Regions from separate parts of the Danio rerio genome. Here region 2 is linked to region 1. Evidence: chromatin contacts called from public Micro-C data. All regions are on one chromosome and are shown on one strand. Each heading gives the region's core, a stretch centred on a gene start, on an enhancer-like site or on the middle of the called end of the contact. The rest is flanking DNA. Distances are from core to core; before and after follow the strand shown.

Region 1 (3,274 bases), core at 293-2,792:
CCTGCATCATGTAAACACCCAGACTGACAAAGCAAAATTAGAGATGCAGAGTATAAATGCAAACTTAAGAAACTGAAAACGTCAAATGAGCCCTGTCTTATCCCTGATTCGTGGAATTGTATTACAACTCTCCGTGTTTCAGCTATATACCCAGTCTCCCTACTGCATTTAGTGACATTTTAAGCACTACATTAGCTGAAAAATAATATACCGATAATCGGTTGTTCATCATAAACACAACAAGTACATTTGAAAATGAATGGAACAACAATAGCCAAAATACAAATTCATTTAAATGTGGGCCACTTCTGGTGCTTCACACCTTTTCATGGGTCATGTTATGTTTAAAGAATTAAGGTCCAAGATTTAGAATAAAAGTTGCTTGTAAAATATTTTCTCTATTTAAAAATGATACAGTAGCGAAAGATGACTTCTCCAATATTGTACAATGTGTTCTTGCAGAGCAGGATGTTGGACACATGAAAAACATTTGTTATCATTGGATAAAACTTTATGGCAAGACACAAAATTCCTGTTAAATAACAGGAATTTACTATTCTAACCGGGGCAATACCTGCTGGCATACATATGCTGTACAAAGGCAGTGTACATCAGCAATTTCTGTTTGTCCTCCTAAACCTGAACAAACCTCAGTTGGTTTTATCTGTTTCTCTAGATTTAAGCCTAATAATCACAAAATTAGATCTTTAATCTTAAAAGAAAATATGTTTATAGCATATGTTATTTTTTTTTTTTGCTGGAACAATATATATTTAATAATATAAACTGGATTCTAGTATGGTCATTACCTCATTTTTTTTTTTATTACAAATAAGGCTAAAGAAATAAAATTCCAATTACTTTATAGAGTTTATCCTACAAAATTATTTCTACAAAACATTTTAATTGATATTGAGTTAAAAGGCTGTTTTTGTGAAAGCTTTAATGAAACTTTTTCACATTTATTTTGGTCTTTTGTATACTCGACATTTTTGGATCAATGTTGAAGCTTATTGCTTATAATATTTTATAATCATTTTCCTTATCTTATAAACGTGATTTTTTTAAGGACCGCTCTTTAAAAGATGCTGGTTTTATTATAAACGTTATTTTATTATAATGTAAAAAAAAAAAATCTTGTAAATATAGGTGTTTCGACATTGTCTGACATTCTCCCGACTACAGAAGGTAATCACATGTAACTAATTTTGAAATATATATTTTAAAACAACCGGAAAATTTCTCTGTGAGCCTTGTATGTCACATACGAAACTGAAAAATCTAAGAACATGCACACTATCAAACATGCTTTCATCTGAGAAAACAGTAAAACACTGCCATCTAGTGGCGGCACGAGCGCGCTGTGATATCTATTTCTTATCTTTTATCATTTTAGACAAGATTGCAATAGTAATGTGTTCTTTATCATATCTCTGTTTTGTAAATGTACATCAATTATATATTTTTTTTATTTAGCGCAAGTGAAGCTTGTGTCCGACTTGCGGAACTAATGTTCAGTTTCTCTGCGTTTCCGAGGAGCCGTTGATGAGGTGACACTGCGACGAAAAAGCGATCACATGTGAGTGTTTTGTACTGTATTACTAAATGTTACTTAAATGCTAATTATTTGAATGTTCTTAGCACACTTGTCAGATATGTAGTTTTTAATGTGAGGCTCCGTTGCTTAACTTGTTTTAACGTAATATTCGCCTTTAAATTTCTAAATTTGTATTTCATGTATTTAACTTATTTGTGTTTCATGGAATTATAGCTCTTATTTTGTCAATAATTCTGCCACAAAGTTGTCCAAACGAGGATTTTTAAACTGGAATCAGGAGTGCTTGAAAACATTAGTAAATATATGTTACATTCGATACAAAGTGTCAGTGTCAATTAAATTGTGAATACGTTCTGTTTAAATCATGTACAAATAATAGGAAGGCGATTAAAGCATTTAATCAAAGCAATACAAGCAACATGTCTAACAGTGCAATTTTATAATGAAAATTATAAGAATGTGACGTAAAAGTTTTCCAAATACTACCTATTTACTAAAATATTTTCATATTTTGAGCACAGAAACATTGTTTTAATGTATTTTTTGTGTGTGTGTGTGTGTGTGTGTGTGTGTGTGTGTTATTTATTTTCTGTTTATTACCTGAATGTAGATGGGTAATTTAAGTTAGTTTTATATTTGCACATTCTGACTTCCTCGTTCAATAAATTTGTTTAAGTGTGTAAAATTCAAGATTTGGTTATTTATTATTGTAGTCGGTTATGAGCAGAATGCACAACACATTTTTCTGTAGAGCTTGCCGTTTTAAAATAGTAGAAAAACACGCTTACTTCTATGCAAGGCTTATGTGTCGGTTTATGTGTGTCTGCTTGTTATGTGTAGTTTTCCTGGACTGAAAGCTCCTGTCAAAAAGACAACATACTTGCAAATAAAGCGCTTTTAGATTAGCAGGAAGCTAACCATAGATAACGCCGCCATGTCATAAAGCGTGAATCATCTCAGACTGGTTTCTTGAACATGACAATAACTTTACTACTCAATTGTCATACACAGTCTCAGATATCAATCCAATAGAGCACCCTTAAATTCACATCATGAATGCGCAGCCGACAAATCTGCTTCAATTGTGTGATGCTCTCATGTCAATATGGAGCAAAATCTCTGAGGAATATTTCCAGCACCTCGTTGGATCTATGCCACATAGGTTTAAGGCAGTTCTAAAGGCTATAGGGGTTCCAACTCAGTACTAGTAAGGTGTACTTAATAATTTAGGCAGTGAGTGTATAATCCTAAACTTTAAAGTAAAACTTTATTGTCCCAGTTAGGGAAATTTGTCTTGGGCTCTTGCCCCCAGCTGCAGTCATCTCAAACATGGACAAACAATGCAACATACAAATAGATAGTTCAATAAAAGTTACAAGCCTCACTCCATAAACACATAAATAAGCAAACTGAATACTCTCAATCTAATCTAAGCCACCACTATTATTTAATAGCTTAATGCTCGTAGGATAAAATGAATTTTTATATCTGTTTAATCTACAGTAAGGTACTCTGAATCTTTTCCCCGAGGGTAACAACTCATATTCCTTGTGCAGAACATGTGATACGTCACGAACAATTTGTTTAGCACACCTTAATGCCTCCTGTTCATACATATCCTGCAGTGACGTCAGCTCTGATACACCTATAATTTTCCAGGCAGTGTGAATTAAACAAACTACTTTAGATCTCAGCTGCACAGACAAGTTGCCGAAC
Region 2 (3,199 bases), core at 540-3,039, 180 kb before region 1:
TTCCAATTTTGTAACCGCATACAGTTAACCGGAAGCACTTGACCCACATTACTGTAAAATTAAGTCTTTCTGCATATACTCTATAATGACATCAAGTGTGTTCAAGTCATTTTTGTCAGTACAAGATGGCATTGTACATACTTTAGATTGAATTACGAGAAAATAAAGCAGGGTTTGTTAACTCTAGAAAATGGAGAGCATCAATTAGCATCAATTGTGATTTGTCACTAATAAACACAAATTGAATTTGCATCCATGAATTCTGCTTGCTGATCTATATGTAATAAGCTATAGATATTTTGTATGTAATTCTCTATTATAGATCAGTGATTCTGCCATGTTTCACTCTGACATGCCACCAACTCAGAAACTAAAGGAAATTGAGTTCCCCACTCATAAAAATGACCGTGGTGGTGTTGACATGTTTTCAACTTATAAATACAGTTTATCCGACATGACTTAAATGTACAATCATCAGTGCAGTTCACTTAAAGTGTACTATGACAAATTTAAATGGTCCCCATTAAGTTCTATGGTGGGGGACAAATACAGTGGAAGTCAGTGGGACCAATATCAGATCTTAAGTTTATTATCTTTGAAATTCTTCAGAGGAAAGAAACTCCTGCAGGTTTAGAGCAAGTGGATTTTTGGGTAAACTACCCTTAACGCTTTCTGACGACAAACACAATTTTGCCTATTTTATTGAATTACACGTTAAAGTACATTTCTTTAGAGGCACTGAAAATCATGCATCAGTTTAGGAGTTTCAGGATGTGTATCTCAGCAGCTTCCCATGTTAGATTTGAAGTCCAAAGTTCATCTGCACGAATGTTTGATTACTTTAACAATTGTTTACAGTACCACTTTAATTTAAATACAGTTTAGAACCATCAAAGGTTTGTGTAGAACTCAATTTTAAATCCTATGCCTAACCAAGAGTTGAATATCTTTGAAATTAAAACATTACTTTATCCTGAGAGAACTGCTTAAGTGTAAACACTAGCGCTACGCACCCGGTAACGTACGTTTACAAACAATCAGCTTCACAACTGCTGTCATAAGAATTACAACCGCTAAAATGGCATTAGCATCAGGTGTCTAACTGTAAAAGTTCATAAAGGAATACAAGCGCTTCATATAACGTCACATCCTCTCACATTTGTCTCATGCCTTTAATTAAAATCTTTTCAGGCTATTGGTGTTTTTATTTTGACTCCAGATCAGTTCACGTGCTCAAACAGCTAACAAATTAGGCCCTGGGCGCCTAGCATAACATCTGACCCTTTCTAGACACCTTAAAACGGCTTAATCATTTGCAAAGGGCTGCATTTATTGTTACAGTAACACCCGATGTTTTAAAAACCTCGCAAAATAAACAAGCAAACATCTAAACGCTTCCGCGAGCACCAGGGGGCCTTTAGCAACAACTCTGCGTGTCTATCACGCGCGCGCACAGCATTAAACACGTTGAACTCAGTTTTATTTTAAAAGCATACTTTCAACGCTGTTCCTCAAATGATGCATGTAAAGTTAGCGCCATATTCAACGCGGTCTCTGCACAACTCGTCTCGGTTCTGGACTGGAGTTGCGTCGCGTGCACCCGCAGGAAGGCCTCAAACATTGAGCGTGCACGCCCACTCCGCGAGAGATGCTGATTAAACACTCACCGCGATTGTGACTGTGATCGAAGAGCCAGCGCATAATTGAAGAAGTGCTTGTATTATCGCTTACGGTGTCTGGACGCCATATGGGTTGCCGTTGTCGTCAAGTTGCCACTGCCTTTTCCGCCGAGAACTGCGGTGGGACACAAGTAGTACTTCCTGTTGACCCTATGAGCCAGCAAACAACTCGTGACGTGCAATGTCTGTCGGCAGAGGGCGGTGTGCCCTCACTAGTCTGTTCTTCCATAGTTTATAGTACGCTAAAACAGTATGGCAGCCGAGTAGTCTGTCGGCTGTAAAGGAGTATTTGCCAATATCAGCTAACGTTAGAGTGTCAAGAACGGTTTACATTTCATTTCGCACGTTTCTTCGACAGCAAGACGATGCCGACGCTGCCAAGTAAGTGACCGGTTTTCTTTAAGCAGGGTTTCTGCATGTTTTATGACGAACCATTTTAGACTTACTTAGAAAATAAAGGTTTTGTTGAACAACATAATTATCAGTTTCACGGCAGTTTGTGACAGTCACGAAACTAAAAGGGATTGTTCTCTCTCAAAAAGAGAAATGCACCCTTCTTCCCAAGTCTGAAGATATTTTGAAGAAAGTTAAACCTGTTCTGTAATCATCCATTGACATAGTTGGAAAAACAAACACAATGGCAATACATTAGTGTTTAGCTTATTAAAAAAAAAAAAAAAAATATATATATATATATATATATATATATATATATATATATATATATATATATATATATATATATATATATATTTGTGCAGTGGTGGAAAGAGTAGGCTACTGAAAAATCATACTCAAGTAAAAGTACCATTATTTGCCCAAAAATGTAGTGTGAGAAAGTATCTGTTGTAAATACTAAACGTATGGGTAAAAAGTACCGCTTTTAAAAGTACTCAAGAGTGAGTGTTATGCTGTAAAAAGCAAAATATTTGGAAATGAAGGTAAAGGATGACCAGATTTTTAGTAATGGGTTAACTATCTTTTTAATTTACATGTCTGTATAGCCAACCTATAAAAATTTGTGGACCTTTTTGCAGTCATGCGCCTTATTTTCTATTACATTATGAGGTTCAAATACTGCATTTCTGTGACATTTTTAAGCACTAAATTTAGCTTGTTGGATGGTTATCATTATTACACTTTTTGATGCAACAAAATGATTTCCTACATTTTTGTCGAAGTGCTTACCATACTATTTTATGTTTACAAGAAATTATGTTTATTTACAAATGGGCATTACGTTATTGCAGTTTTATACAGTTGAAGTCAGAATTATTAGCCCCCCTTTGGATTTTTTTCCTTTTTAAAATATTTCCCAAATTCTTGTTTGAAAGTCTTATTTGTTATTTCGACTAGAATAAAAAACATTTTAAGGTCAATTATTAGCCCTTTTAAACTAATTTTATTTTCGATAGTCTACAGAAAAAGTTATACAATAACTTGCCTAATTACTCTATCCTGCCTAGGTAGCCTAAATGGCCTAGTTAAGCTTTTAAATCCCACTTTAAGCTGTATAGAAG

What was found. A called contact is a pair of places that touch in the nucleus more often than the background predicts.
Region 2: a Micro-C map of caudal fin shows a contact between it and region 1, with 8 times the contacts expected there. The contact joins the promoter of phf3 here to the promoter of wdr89 in region 1. A contact is called at or near these places in 3 of 18 Hi-C or Micro-C datasets (caudal fin, hematopoietic stem cells and an unstated tissue) and 1 of 4 datasets of contacts at active chromatin or transcription factors (pancreas).

What each region holds. Positions count from the first base shown.
Region 1 is chr13:40,942,808-40,946,081 of GRCz12tu, reverse strand. It overlaps wdr89 (WD repeat domain 89), which reads left to right and starts at 1,542. Exons shown (of 4, transcript NM_001167958.1): 1 at 1,542-1,579.
Region 2 is chr13:41,122,158-41,125,356 of GRCz12tu, reverse strand. It overlaps phf3 (PHD finger protein 3), which reads right to left and starts at 1,789. Exons shown (of 16, transcript XM_681308.11): 1 at 1,732-1,789. It overlaps ifi27.8 (interferon alpha inducible protein 27.8), which reads left to right and starts at 1,899. Exons shown (of 4, transcript NM_001256713.1): 1 at 1,899-2,060. The coding sequence starts at 2,045.